Linked DNA regions of Mus musculus: regions 1, 2, 3 and 5 are each linked to region 4. The links are chromatin contacts, called in public ChIA-PET and promoter capture Hi-C maps. All regions are on one chromosome and are shown on one strand. Each heading gives the region's core, a stretch centred on a gene start, on an enhancer-like site or on the middle of the called end of the contact. The rest is flanking DNA. Distances are from core to core; before and after follow the strand shown.

Region 1 (2,700 bases), core at 159-2,658, 640 kb after region 4:
CATAGCTCATTCACTGTCAATGTTGAATTGTTTCATAGTGTTTGAGGGGTTGGATTTTTTTTAATCCCCTTTGATCAAGCCTTTCTCCACTAGTTATAAAATAAACTAGGACTTACATGTAAATGGTTTGGAATTTAAACTGAAGTTGGGCATAAGGATGTGCTGTAGTCTTGGTTTCTTGCGTTGGGCGGCTAGGTAGAGCTCCCTAACCAGGGCTGGCCAGTGCTGTTGCTGGACCTGCTTCACAGCTGCAGTTCCTCCAGTGTGCATGGAGACAGGAGGGCTGCTGAGGGAGGCTCGCTGGCTTCTGGTGTGGGAAACACTAACTCAAGGCATAAGTGAACAGCAATAGAGGAAATACAGGGCATGTTCTTCTATGCACGAGCCTACCACCACAGAAATACACACAGATTATTCATTAAAGCACTTCTCAATGTTTCTGCTGGTTTGTTTAAAATTAAAAGCTTTATGGGCTGATCATGGTGACACATGCTTTTAACCCCAGGGCTTGAGAGGCATAGGTAAGTGGATCTCTGGTTTTCTGATAAAACAGAGTAACAGTCAACTTCTACCTCATTTAACAGAAAGAAAAAAGAAAGTTTTTCATTCAAATGAAAAGCAGAAAAGACAGGGTGAATAAGCTCTGTGATGGTTTGTATATTCTTGGACCAGGGAGTGGCATCATTTGGAGGTGTGGCCTTGTTGGAATGGGTGTGACCTGGTTGGAGTGGGTGTGTCACTGTGGGTGTGGGCATAAGATCCTCAGTCTTCCACTAGCAGCCTTTGGATGAAGATGTAGAACTCTCAGCTCTGCCTATGCCATGCCTGCTTGGATGCTGCCATGCTCCCACCTTGATGATGGAATGAACCTCTGAACCTGTAAGCCAGCCCATATTAAATGTTGTTTTTTTATAAAACTTGTCTTGGTCATGCTGTCTGTTCACAGCAGTAAAACCCTAAGACAAGCTCACAGCTGAAGAGGATGTTTTAGGTAATGGACTGTCACCCCCACAAGATGGAACTCTCATCTGTCCTGTTCGTAATTACATCAAAGAATCTGCCTGTGTCTTGAAAACACCGGTGAAGTGAATTTAAAGCTAATCACTTCTGTTTGGCAGAGGAAATTCTCAGACAAGAGAGCATTTTATTCTGTGGCATGGCTACTTTTTACTAGATTTACCCAGGTTTACAGTTAAAAAGAGAAGAAGAAAAAGTCAGGATAGATCCAGATAGAGCTAGATCCAGGATAGCCAGAGCAACAGAAACAAACCCTGGGAGTGGGGGTAAGACTTAAAAGAAAATGCAGTCTATTGAGGAGGAAAGAGCTCAAAAGTTAAACCTTACAGCCACAGAAACACCTGGCTGTGCTCTGTGACAACAGGAAATGAGCCCAAAGAGAAAGACTTTACCCATTAAGGGCTCCAACTTGTGAGAAGGAAATTTTACTTGAAAAGAGAGCCTGATCAGGAAATGTAGCTGAGAGTGCTCCCCTTGCCTTGAAAGCAGCTGTCTGGGTAAGTGTTCTCCAGTATAAGCACGTGGAAGCTGATAGCAGTGCTCCAAAGGGGACCTAGTCACATCTCAAGCTGGTAGAAGAATGTGACAGCATTGTCCACGTAGGACTGGCTTTGCTGGCACGACAGATGCAAGAATGAAGAGGCCCTAGAATCTACTTCAGAGAGCAGCTGAGGCCAGGCAAGGTGTGGCAGGGCAGACACCTGCAAGCCTAAGTGTCTATGGAGATCCAGGATGTTGAAGAGGTCAGAACCTTTTGTCAAGTGTATTTCATTACAGAATAAGAACAGAACGCTTTAACTGCAAGTGTCCATAAAAGAGAAAGAAGAGAAGGAGGAGGAGGAGGAGGGAGAGAAGGTGCTGAGAAAGCTGGGAGGACCAGGCTGCATGCAGTACTGCATTTATAAAGCAGACACATCTGTATAGAAAACTGAAAGCACAAGTAACGGCAAGAGGGGAAGGCTAACTTTTAGAAGTGATGGTTGCGAGTTTAAGAGCCCTCACTACAGGATTCATTTTTCAACAAGAAAAATACACTATAAATGATTTAAAAGTCAATGGTCAGGAAACCCTCCCATGCCCACCCCATGTCCTGGAACTCACTCTGTAGACCAGGTTAGCGGCAGACTCAGAGATTCGCCTGCCCTTCAAGTGCTGAGATTACAGGTGTGAGCCACCACCACCACACACACAGCTGTTTCTGTTCATGTAAACCTACCCAAGCACCACTTCAGGAACTGAGTCAACCTGAATCTGAAGGGCCCACGGCAGCCACAAGACACGTTCACCCTGACGGCAGGCGCGCTGCCTGCTGCCTCAGTGATGAATGGCGATGAAACAGGATGGAAAGGGGCCTTACCAATCAGGGAAGACTGTTTCCATTCCTGTTTTCTTTTTCAGACGCTAAACACCTGGCCTCCCTACCAAAACAGTCTGACAAGCCCAGTAGCCTAAGCAGAAAGAAGAATTCACTGTTGCTAAGGAGAAAGGACTGGAACAATCCCCAAGGGAAAGACAAGCACGCACTGCTCACTGATTGGCAGCGGCCTCTTCCCAGTACCAGAGGAGGCAGGAGCTGGGACTAGAAACCAACAGCCATCAGCTCAAGATGAGGGATGCTCTCAGAGCACCATGATGACCTTGTAGAGTGCCGCCTGCCCCATGACTACGGAACACTGAGTGCAC
Region 2 (2,700 bases), core at 78-2,577, 580 kb after region 4:
ATGCAGATATGGAGAGACTGAGCTAAGCCTCTCTCGGGGATACCTCTGCCTGAGTGAGCCTGAGAGCAATTTTCTCTAACAGCCTGAAGTGGGAAGGGTCAGTGAGACTCAGCTGGTCAGTGACTGAGATTAACAATCCTGTAAACCTGAAGAGAGAAGGCCAGAGTAGTTGCTGTTTCTCCTGTCCCTATCTGCAAAACCACTGCTACACTGCTCTGCAGCTGCTGGTGTTCCTGATGGGCTGTCAGCTGCCCTGTGGTGATAAAATTCCACAAAATACAGTGAACCGTCAAGGTCACCAGTATGTGTTCCGGACGCTAGACGGAACATACCAGGGTTTCCACACAATGCCAGAAGGCCCACAAGTTTAGAGATAACTGATAGGTCCCTCTGCCTTTTCTATCCCCTGGATGTTGACTTTTTAGCCATGGTATATTTAACAATGCTAAGTACATATGCTATTTTGAAGATGGAATTATTTTCTGAAATTCTAGACTACAATCCTCTCTGCTTTGTGTATTAGTTCTCTCTGATAACAAAAGAAGCCTCATTAAGTATTCTGGGAAGCAGCCTCTCTCTTCAGATATTATCATAGGAGCATTTGTTTCCTAATTAATTCCCAAGGATGTCTTTAAATAGAATCATTAACCCCCTTACAGCAGTTTTCATTCTCTACTGTGCTATTTCTTCCCCTTTCTATCTGTAAGACACATGGGGCCCCCCACTAGGTAGAAAAATATTCTCACAGAACATTTTAATCAGGGCAGACACATTCTCCAAGTGCTGTAATTGCTGCCTTACAAATGACATTCTTGTTCTGTCTGCTCCTTCCCCTGAGTTAGAGACCCTCCTTCTAGCATAATGTGTCTGTCAACCACCTTGCCTGCTGAGCCAGCCAAGGTGTGCTCCTTGCTGCTGGGCAGCTTCCAGCTCCTAAGAGCTCCCCAGGCCTTTGAGGAATTCTAACTGGGCCTGTGCTCCCTTAGCTCCCCACTCACAGAGGTGCCTCTGGTTGGTCTTGTTTTGTTTGTTTGTTTAATGACCAGACCAAGCCAAGCATCACTCCCTGGTTTTCATTTATCTATCTATATAGATATACCTACCTGATATGAGCACACTGTTGCTGTTTTCAGACACACCAGAAGAGGGTACTGGATCCCATTTGGTTGTGAGCCACCCTGTGGTTGCTGGGATTTGAACTCAGGACCTCTGGAAGAGCAGTCAGTGCTCTTAACCTCTGAGCCATCTCTCCAGCCCCTCAAAAGTGTCTTTCTCTGCCTAGTCCCTGTCCTTTTAACTTGGGTTTCTAGCATGGCAGATTTCAGAGAATAGCTCCTCAGGGCAGAAAGCAGGAAATGGGGAAGGGGGTGGGGGAAGGGAGTGAGGTGAGGGGGCTTGTGGGGGAGAGGGACAGAGCAGCTCTCAGGGTTCCCAGAAACTTGTTAACTCTGGTGCACAGCTGGAAATGGGGCCTGTGAAGGGTGCCTCTCCTGGTATTCCTTTCACCCTCTGCTGACAGAATGAAAACAAGTGCTCGCTCACCTTTCCTCCCTCCCTCCCCCTCACGCCCCACCCCCCACACTTATTCTGTCCCTGAGGCTTCCTGAAGCTACAGGTTAGTTGAGACCAATTGTTTGGTTTGCTTACAATGGCCTTCCTTGGTACAGCATTTTCTGGACCTTTTTCCCCTGAAGCAAATTAGAACACATGCTTTGGCTTCATATTATTTGTTTACTTAAGTTTATCCCTATTCACATAGCAATGCCAACTTTTTCGTTTACATATAAGGGGAAGGAGTTTGAACTAAAAGAACCAAGAACAAAAAGGCTGGACTAACTAAAGCTTAAGAGCAGGTGATGAGACCGGACTTGTAGGAACAAACACTGGGAGATGATGGTAGAGAGAGAAGTTAAAGGATTCACCAATGAAATTTAACACCCTCTTAGTGGTCAGCACTGACAGAAGAAAGGCCAAAGTATGGACAGGGTAAGGAAGCAATAATGACTATGTCAAACAATTTTAAAGAAAAGACTAGGCCAATGCTTAGTGGTTTAGTGCTTAACCAAACCCTTACCAAGTTCATGTCCACAGAGACCTTTAATCCAGGGTGTATAGCTATTGCTACATTGCACTTGTGGTAAAAATAGAAGAAGCACATTAAATGTGTAGAAGCACCTTGCTGAGATGAAAGTCAACTCTCAAATCCAATCCAGGAATGTAACATCTTTAGGCTCCAACATGACACACAACAGGATCAGCATGCTGTATTCAATGACAGCCTGTTCTAGCAATTACAGTACTCTCAGATTAGCAGTGGGACATTATACCTAGACGTGCACAACTACTAAGACAAGATCTTAAATATCCCAGAGACCAGTGAATATTAAGATTATCTCAATATGGCCAGTCTTCTAGTGTTAACAATTCCCCTACACTTGATTCATAAGTGAATAAATCATATTAAATTAAACCAGCCGGTACTTGGGGAACTACCTTCATCAGAAAGAGACTTAATGAAAAGCTTTAGCTTAAATGAATACTCTAATTATTACAAGCTAATATTTGTCCACAGAAAAGGAATTTGTTTCAGGATTAGTCAGAGACCAAGAGAAGCCAGAGGCTCTAATTCAATAATGGAATGCCTAATTAAATGATAATGGATCCTAATTATAATGTATTGCTTTTCCTTGTACATGATTG
Region 3 (2,700 bases), core at 120-2,619, 620 kb after region 4:
AGTACTGAATTGACTTGTACAGAATTTCACTCTAGTTAATTTGAGTGTGTGATATTTTACTTATTTGCAAGGTTTTTATAATAAAATTTATACAATTATATTTTCAATGTTGTTTTCTTTTTGGTCTTCCCCTCACTCCATGACACTGGGAATTGGACGCAGGGCCTCACAACAGTCCCCCGGTGAGCTCTATTCCTAGCCATCTTGTCATTCTGTATTTTGAGGCACTGAGTCAGGAAGTTGCTCAGGCTGGTCTTAAACTTGTAATCTGCATGCATCATTCTGAGTTCATGGAACTTCAGGATTGTATCTTCAAGTCAGACTTGGGTACCATTAACTGAGTGACCTAAGGGGTTGTCCATCCATTTTGCTCATATTCACACACAGGGTAGGAGATTTGACTAGTGGTGTGTAAGTTTATAAATTCTGTAACCCAAACCCAGCCTACCTTACCTGTGAGGTCAGTTCCTTCTGGAAAAATGAGAAGCTGTAGTGGTTCATGGATGGCACAAAAATAATCAATCATGTCTTCAAAATGGCTCTTATCATCCTTCCACTTCCTATGAATAAAGATAAAGGCCGCAACTTGCATGGCCCAGCCTAGAAAAAAAAAATAACAAGCATTTGTACAAACTTCAATAGCAAAACTTTCAGGTCTTCGATTTTTTTACACTATAATACCATTCTACAACATACCATATATTTAGTACTAATTTTGGAAATACTGGGGTTTGCAAAATTGTTGTTTTCTCACCTCTCCCAGACAGGGCTTCTCTGTATAGCCTTGGCTGTCTTGGAACTCACACTGTAGACCAAGTTGGCCTTGACCTCAGAGATCTGCCTGCCTCTGCCTCCTGTGTGCTGGGATCAAAGGTGTGCAGTACCACTCGATAAATTCTTTAAAACCTCCTTTAAGCCATAGCTTGCCACTATTATCAAGGCACTAATGTTTATCAAGTAGTAAGCAAAGAATTTTCTCATGTCACATAAGAATTCTATAGTATTTCCTTTTCTGTACTCTCAGAGTAAATGCAAATGCTATTTTCAATGGTATTCACTTCAGATTTTACTTAAATGAAATGGGAAATTCTATCTGCTATGTATATGTGGGCACACTGCCTTTCCCAGAGGCAGACCCACCTTATTGCTGAAAAGGTAGCCTTGATGAGCCCATCTGTGTTTCAGATGACTGCCAATCTTGCCCTGGCTACAGCCCTTGGAGCTTCTGTAGAAGATGCCTAACTTAGGGTAGCCTATGTGCGGTTTCTGAAAAAGCTCACAAAGAATGAAAGCATGGGTCCAACAGTTACTCTTAGGCCAACCGAATATCTACCTCTCTTAAAATTTCCTCTAGGACCTTGGAACAGCAAACACTGTGAGTTGTGCAATAAAGACGGCATATGTAATAAAGGTCAAAACCTCTTGCTGCTGAGCCACGGGTCTGATCCTGATTCTAACTCCAGGCCCAGTCTTGCCAGCCTATGGTATGGGTCCATCTCCACGATACCCATGAGACTCTTCCTCTCTAACACTTACATAGTAATAACTGCAACACTCATCTTGGCAGCCAGGGATGAAGAGTAATAATATCTTGCAAACAAGCAGTGCTGTTCTGGAATGCAGATGTGCCATGGCCTACCTACCTCCTGCTCCCCTACGACTTAGCCTCAGTACAGCCTGAGAATCTCTTATCTCTCCTAGAAATCTTTACTCCAATCATTTTTATTAGGGGCAAGTTTTTCCAGACATTTTTCATGTTTCCTGTCATTTCTGTTAAACCTCCTCTTTTTTTTCTGTCTTTTGTTGAAATTAAGTTTTCTTTGCCCCTTCCCTTGTTCTCTAAAATCCAGGTTTCCTAGAACTCAGGCAACCCATTTGTTCATATACACTATCAATAGCTATTTCTGTTTGACAATGTCAAGGAGCATCAGGTGCCACAGGAGAGCATGGCTGCCACAGGGACAGTATGGCCCGAAGTAGGAAGCATAATCCTGCCCACTGGCAGACAGTGTGCTGACATTTGCTCGACTGCCTTGGAAACAACACATCCCATTTTACGTCTGTGTGTGTTTCAGCTTTCTGTATTTGGTAAGCCTGTGGAACCACAGAATGCCTTCAACACTGAGCTCAATTATTGATCTCCAGAAACCAAAACAGCTCTTAATTCCATCACTGTGTAAAACCAAAAGACTCCAGTTTAAATTTAATTTCAATTTTTAAAAAGTACATTAATAATGCCCAAAATGTTTGCTTCCTACCATTCTTGTTGCAGGGTTTGTAGGAATCACCCGACTGCTCCAAAGACTCTTGACTTTTCTCTCACATTCCTAAACTTGACAGAAATGTTTTTAATATTTAGATTTGACCCCAAGTTTGCCGACCTCTTTGCTGTGTCCTGTTAATCCTGTCTTTTGAAAATTGTTTCTGTCCTCACATTCCTGAAATGTATTTTTGGTTCAACTTTGGAAGCTGGTTTGACTAAAAATAGAATTTGAGGTTCCAAATCACTGTTTCCTCAGAATTTCGGAACATTTCCCACAGCCTTCCATCCCTCAGTGCGGCTAGTGCGGCTAGCAGCCAGGAAGAAGCCAAACCCAACTCATCCATGCATCAGGCTGCCCACTGCTCAAGCTTTTATGATTTTTCTCTTTTGTCCCAATAATTGACTTTATTTCAACAACCATATCTTTGTTTTTAATA
Region 4 (2,700 bases), core at 132-2,631:
TGCTTGCAGCCCCCAAAATCTATCATTCAACGGAATGGAAGACTCCCTGTTAAAGTTACAGGCACGTAGCTAACATTTTTCACAGGCACCGAGGGCTGCTTCCATCTTGTGCAGCTCTAAACCATCACGTATCCTCCCATCACCTCTGCTATCTCACCTGCAAAGTCAAGGGCCAGATGAGGCATCTTAGTATCTCCTCTACTTCTGTAAGCTGCTTTATTATTATTATTATTATTATTATTATTATTATTATTATTATTATTATTGAACTATTAAGTTCAAAGAAGAAACTTATTAAAAGTATTCTGCTTCTCTAAGAGACAGCCCTAAAAGCACTGTCAGAGAGAAGGAAAAACGGTAAAAGAATAAATGACCCCAGGGTCTCCAGTTCACCCCCATCCCCAGGCCCGCGACCATGAGAACAACTCGGCTGCAAAGGTAAGGCTCCCCGGGATAATCCCAAGCCCTTCACGAGATAAGAGATTCTAGTCAAAAGGAGGGTTACGGTATCCCCACCTTCATTAGGAGTCTGGTTCCTTCTGTGCCTCAGTTTCAGTGCCCAGATCAGACAACAGGGATGACTCTTAATAAAATGACCAGGGCTAAGAACTGAGGAGGGACATCATATAGGAATCAATGGGGGACTCGGTAGTAGGATCAACTTTTGAGGCCTCCCACAGGGATTTCTTCAGAGCCCTTAATGGAAGACTTTCCACGTCACCCGGAAGGCTCAGCACCCAGATGAGGCTCACCTGATGAAGGTGGTCTTGCCGGTAGAGTACTGGCCCACCAACAGGACCATGGGCTTGTTGTCGAAATCAGCATCTTCCAGGGCGGGCGAGTGGAACTCGTGGAAGCGGTAATACTCTTCCAGAGGCAGCAGCTTGGTCTTGTAGAGTTTTTTGAGTCCATCGCTCACCGTCTGGAAGACCTCAGGGTCCTTCTTGCGGCGATCATCGTTACCCAGCCAACTGAACATTGTGACAGCTGGGAGGAAGCTCCCGGGAGTGGCACCCGCCTAGCTCGAACAACGCCGCCACTACTGCCTTACCAGAGCTCGGGGCTCAGACGCACCATGGCCCGGGCTGCCCCAGCTGCTGGATTCAGTCCAGTCCCAGGTTCATCCACAGCCCGGTTGGAGAGAAGGATGCTGTGGATTGTGTCAAGAGAACTGCAACCTTGGAAATTAAAGACAAACCTGCCGGGAAGCCGAAGCCTGAGTTCCAGGTCTCCCCAGATAGATGACTAAAGGATGCTCGAGCTCCGCTACTGCGGAGCCCAGGCTGCGCCGGGTAGGCAGCGGCTCACACAGCTCCGCATCCGCAGCAGCATCCCGCCGCCCCCGGCGCGCGTTTAAATGCCAGACGTGCAGGAAGTCCCCGAGAACTGGCAAAACCCGGCCAGCTCCACGGTCAGGGCGACGCGAAGCCAAGGAGGGCGCCGCCATGTCTATGGGCAGGCGCTCTGCGGCCGCGCGGACTCTATCTGCAAAAAGCTGCTGCCAGAGTCCTGTGGGAAAGCGCAGGCATTTCTTTCCCAGCCCTGGGGATTTGACTTGGGAGCAGCGCCCTCTCAAGGACGGAGACTAAGACAGCCTTGACCTACTCTACCGTTTTGAGACTCAGTTCCTTTGGTTACTGAGGTCAGTTCCCTGGGGATACTAATATTGGGACCCATTTGGGGAAAATTCTACTGTATTTTCCTTGGGGCATGGAAAGAAGGTGCCCCTGACAAGTGACATAAAATAACCAAAAAATCAGTAACTTATCTTTTCACCAGGCCTGAGGTGAAGTGAAAAACAAACAACAAACAAAAACGGCTTTCCTCTTTCTCTCCTCCCCCTCTCTCCCACTCAATACGGTAGGTAAAACCAGCAAAACACACACAGGCAGGGAGTGCTAAGGGGCAGCGACCTAATTTGACACAACTACATACAAAGCTGAGTCTTTGAGGAGCCTTTTAGGAGATGTAGCAGGGTAGAATTACAACAGACACGAAAAGAGGCAGGCAAATTTCTGAGTTTGAGGCCAGCCTGGTCTACAAAGCGAGTTCCAGGATAGCCAGGGCTACACAGAGAAACCCTGTCTCAAAAAAAAAAAAAAATTAAATTAAATAAAAATAAGAATAAAAAAAAAAGCAAGCAAGCAAGCAGAACCATCTTTTGCTTTTTTCGTGGTCAATTTGAAGGCATTACAGGAAACATGGCTGTGAGATGTCTCTTCAAGGATGAGCTGAGAGAAGACTGGAAGGCATTTGAGGTCACATAAAAAGCCTTCTTAAAAACAATCCAGAGCAGTGTAAAGATTTTGGCAGAGCTACATCCAAAATGGTAGATCGTGAAATGTATGATGGGAACAGGCATGGAAGAATGTGCACACCAAGATAGGAGCCAAACAAGAAATGGGAAACCCATAAGAATATCATTACCAATAATTGCTATGTAACAAAATGCTCACCAAGCACAGGGGTTGCTGAGATCTCAGGAAGCAACATTGTAGCGCCCCTCTGAGGAAGATCGTGCCATTGCCAGCAATGCCAAGAACAGTGATGAGACATTGGCCAGATGTGGCAAAGGGTGGGGCAGCAACAAGGAACAAAGTCAATGACAGTTCTAGAAGGATTCTAACCAGTGAGGTGGCAAGCCTTTCCTCTCTCCTAAGGCAGAGGGCTCCCACTGCCCTCCCTTCCACCAACAAGATA
Region 5 (2,700 bases), core at 82-2,581, 530 kb after region 4:
TATCTTATTAGAATTAAATAGCACAAATTTATTTATTGTCTTAGAGTTCCTTGGTCAGAAGTGAGACTGGGTGTCCGGCATGGTATATTTTTGGGTAGACGCCCTATGGTGGCATCCATTTTCTTGCCTCTTTTCATCTTCTAGAGACAACCTGTGTTCCTCCACACTTCTCCCCTTCATCCTTCAAAGCTGGTGAAAAATCTAGTCTCTCAAATCTCATAGCAGTAACCTTCTCTTTAACATCTATCTTCCATGGGAAAGGTTCCACATGCCTTTCCTTCTGTTACTGGAATGACTAGTCTGACTTTATAAGCAGAAAGGATGGTTGAGAACCCATTTCTGGGGTTCCAAGGCACTGGCACTCACTGGTTCTGATGGGACTGTCATGGTAGGTGACAGGAACATGTTTGTGAGGGGAAAAAAAATCACACACACCCCTCAAACAACAAAGCAGCAATGTAGAGACTGATTTAGGCTTCTCTAACAACTGGGTCTAGTGAGAGTTCACTCCACAACTCCCATGTTCCCCCTAGGGGCAGAACCCCAGTGACATAAGAATTCCTACTAGCTCCTGCCTCTTCCATAATGTTTCCCTGCCATTTCCAGGCTGTGAGCTCTCAACACGTGAAGCCTGGAAGGAGGCACACCACATTCAATCCGCAGATGGACCCTTGCTCTTCCATTGGCTTACCCTACCTCATCCAGATGACCACCTCCTCATCTGCGGGGCAGTCAGGTAGCATCCTTCATCCCACCCACAGCCTTATTGGATCTAATGCATTTGCGTGTTTGGGGTTATTGGTAGGTAGACCCGTTTCAGGGGAGCACTGCTGTGCCTGCCACAGTTCGCAATGTTATTGGGCTGATGGCCTGGCTTATAATGTTATGTGCCCTTGGATATTGTATTTGAACCCTTACTCCAGGCCTTCCAGATGTGAAGGGGGATCGGTGGGGAGCAGTGTTTGTCATAATGATGAAGATGGAGTGGGAAGAAGCAGTGTCTACAGGTTTGGCTGCCATATCCCCACTGGACAGTTTCCATGACACCCCACTCGGTGGTCCTGTAGAGGAACAAGTCACCTTGCCCTTGCCTCAAACCCAGTTCTCTGATTCCCAATACTTTGCCCCTGTTCTGATGCCATTCCTGCCAAATAGCTAAATTCCAGCTCCTTCCATTTTCTACCTTTACATAAAAAGCACAGAGCCAAGGAAAGGATGGAGCCTCCTACTCATCCCAGGCCTCCCAGCCCAAGCGGTACAGGCGCATCAAAGGATGCCAACCCCCCAGGAAACTACAGCTTGGATTACATCATCCTGCAGCATACCATTGCTAAGCAACTGTGGGCTCAACATCTGTTTCCATGGAGATATCACATCATCACCATTGGCCAGGCAGGGCTGAGAAATACATAGGAAGGGATGAGTAAGCCGAGCTGTGTCAGAGAATGACAAAATCTTTGTCATTCTTGTGGGAATGAGGAAAAGTCTATCATGAGAGTGAAAGGTAGGTGAAAGTCAAGGGTGCTTCAATGAGAAAAGGGGAAACAGGCATTGGATGGGATCCGGCAGGGTCCCTGGACAGATGGTATACCCTGGACCAACTCTCCTATGATGTGGCAGTAGCTGGGCATCTTGTTCAAAGGTTCATCACAGAACCCAAACCTGTGCCTCCCTGCCTAGGACTCGCCCTGCTAAAAGGAAAGGCACTACAGACCGCTGATGCCTTCCTAAGCTGAAGTGGTCCTTGCTCCACTAGCTCCATCCATGGATGGAGGCTCTCATTCACAGCTGACAGACCCTGCTATCATAGGCTGCAGTCATACCGTGAGGATGCTGGAAGAGTGGAAATGAATAGCTGTGCTGTGTGCCAGGCCATATGCCGCCTGTGTGCTGCAAGCCGTCTCCATCAAACTTCAGATTCTGCCTAGGGAATGGGATCTCTTCATCTTCAGCCAAAACACTGAGACTCAGACGGGAGGTGCAGCTCCTCCACGATTGATAAGAATCTGAAATACGTAGACATCGCAGGGGGCCAGCCCTCTCAAAGGTCGGTTCATTTCCTCTTCACGTGCTGTCCATTGGTCTCTAGCTGTCAATCAAGAGATGAATCTGGAGTTCTTTTTCTGCTGCACCCTGCTCACTCCCTATCCTCACTGGGCTACATAACACCTCCAGAAGCCAAAGTCAGACACTCAAGGATGAGTTTATGGAAGACTGGATATTGAAACAAGATGCCCAGGAGGGGTTTTCCTTGTGTCCTGAATCTGCTGCAGGATGTTCAGGAGTCCACATGCACCAGCCCCTGTCTGCAGACTCTGAGAGAAAAAACCCTGACTGACATGTGAACAGAGAATGATAGGCAGGATGTGCCTGTGCACACTCCTCCCCACCTCTTCAACACACCTCATCACAGACAGGTCTGCTGCACAGGAGAAGGAAGTGAGCTCGGGATCCAGCCTTGGTCGGAAGCTTGAAATGAGAGGAACTGAGTCTGAAATACTGGACGGAGGATGGCAAGGGAAAGGCAGAAAATAATGACAGCTGCCAAGGTGACACGGAGAAGCACCGCAGGAAGGTTTTTATATCTTAAAATCTTAAAAAAGGAGGGAGGGAAGAAGGGAGCCAGAAAGAGGAGCGAGACAGACAGAGACAGATAGAGGTTGTGTGTGGCCTCAGACACCTCAAATATTAACCATCTGG

What was found. Promoter capture Hi-C pulls out the DNA fragments that hold promoters and counts their contacts. ChIA-PET counts read pairs in DNA pulled down with a chosen protein or histone mark.
Region 1: a contact with region 4 is called in an RNA polymerase II ChIA-PET map of memory CD8 T cells, with 52 read pairs. The contact joins the enhancer-like site here to the promoter of Ehd3 in region 4. A contact is called at or near these places in 5 of 39 promoter capture datasets (the 3T3-L1 cell line, the C10 cell line, frontonasal cranial neural crest and 2 more), 2 of 484 Hi-C or Micro-C datasets (CD4 T cells and CD8 T cells) and 3 of 115 datasets of contacts at active chromatin or transcription factors (astrocytes, large pre-B cells and memory CD8 T cells).
Region 2: a promoter capture Hi-C map of cranial neural crest shows a contact between it and region 4, with 2.8 times the contacts expected there. The contact joins the enhancer-like site here to the promoter of Ehd3 in region 4. A contact is called at or near these places in 4 of 39 promoter capture datasets (the C10 cell line, cranial neural crest, embryonic stem cells and 1 more) and 1 of 115 datasets of contacts at active chromatin or transcription factors (astrocytes).
Region 3: a promoter capture Hi-C map of 3T3-L1-derived adipocytes shows a contact between it and region 4, with 2.4 times the contacts expected there. The contact joins the enhancer-like site here to the promoter of Ehd3 in region 4. A contact is called at or near these places in 4 of 39 promoter capture datasets (the 3T3-L1 cell line, 3T3-L1-derived adipocytes, hippocampal neurons and 1 more).
Region 5: a promoter capture Hi-C map of hippocampal neurons shows a contact between it and region 4, with 4 times the contacts expected there. The contact joins the enhancer-like site here to the promoter of Ehd3 in region 4. A contact is called at or near these places in 6 of 39 promoter capture datasets (the C10 cell line, embryonic stem cells, hippocampal neurons and 2 more) and 1 of 115 datasets of contacts at active chromatin or transcription factors (memory CD8 T cells).

What each region holds. Positions count from the first base shown.
Region 1 is chr17:73,162,594-73,165,293 of GRCm38.p6, reverse strand. All of the region lies in intron 2 of Lclat1 (lysocardiolipin acyltransferase 1), which reads right to left. Among named protein-coding and RNA genes, the nearest start is that of Lclat1, 56 kb to the right of the region's middle. Within about 2 kb of position 1,408, at least 52 of the 459 cell types and tissues checked have an H3K27ac peak or open chromatin away from gene starts, as enhancers often do. A contact at or near this core is called in CD8 T cells and memory CD8 T cells, where this site is marked.
Region 2 is chr17:73,223,683-73,226,382 of GRCm38.p6, reverse strand. The region is part of intron 5 of Lclat1 (lysocardiolipin acyltransferase 1); the gene reads right to left. Among named protein-coding and RNA genes, the nearest start is that of E330032C10Rik, 26 kb to the left of the region's middle. Within about 2 kb of position 1,327, at least 71 of the 459 cell types and tissues checked have an H3K27ac peak or open chromatin away from gene starts, as enhancers often do.
Region 3 is chr17:73,185,775-73,188,474 of GRCm38.p6, reverse strand. Lclat1 (lysocardiolipin acyltransferase 1) reads right to left here. Exons shown (of 6, transcript NM_001177967.1): 4 at 454-600. Among named protein-coding and RNA genes, the nearest start is that of E330032C10Rik, 64 kb to the left of the region's middle. Within about 2 kb of position 1,369, at least 9 of the 459 cell types and tissues checked have an H3K27ac peak or open chromatin away from gene starts, as enhancers often do. A contact at or near this core is called in 3T3-L1-derived adipocytes, where this site is marked.
Region 4 is chr17:73,803,522-73,806,221 of GRCm38.p6, reverse strand. Ehd3 (EH-domain containing 3) reads right to left here and starts at 1,381. Exons shown (of 6, transcript NM_020578.3): 1 at 753-1,381. The coding sequence starts at 979.
Region 5 is chr17:73,270,737-73,273,436 of GRCm38.p6, reverse strand. No RefSeq gene overlaps it. Among named protein-coding and RNA genes, the nearest start is that of E330032C10Rik, 21 kb to the right of the region's middle. Within about 2 kb of position 1,331, at least 106 of the 459 cell types and tissues checked have an H3K27ac peak or open chromatin away from gene starts, as enhancers often do. A contact at or near this core is called in hippocampal neurons and memory CD8 T cells, where this site is marked.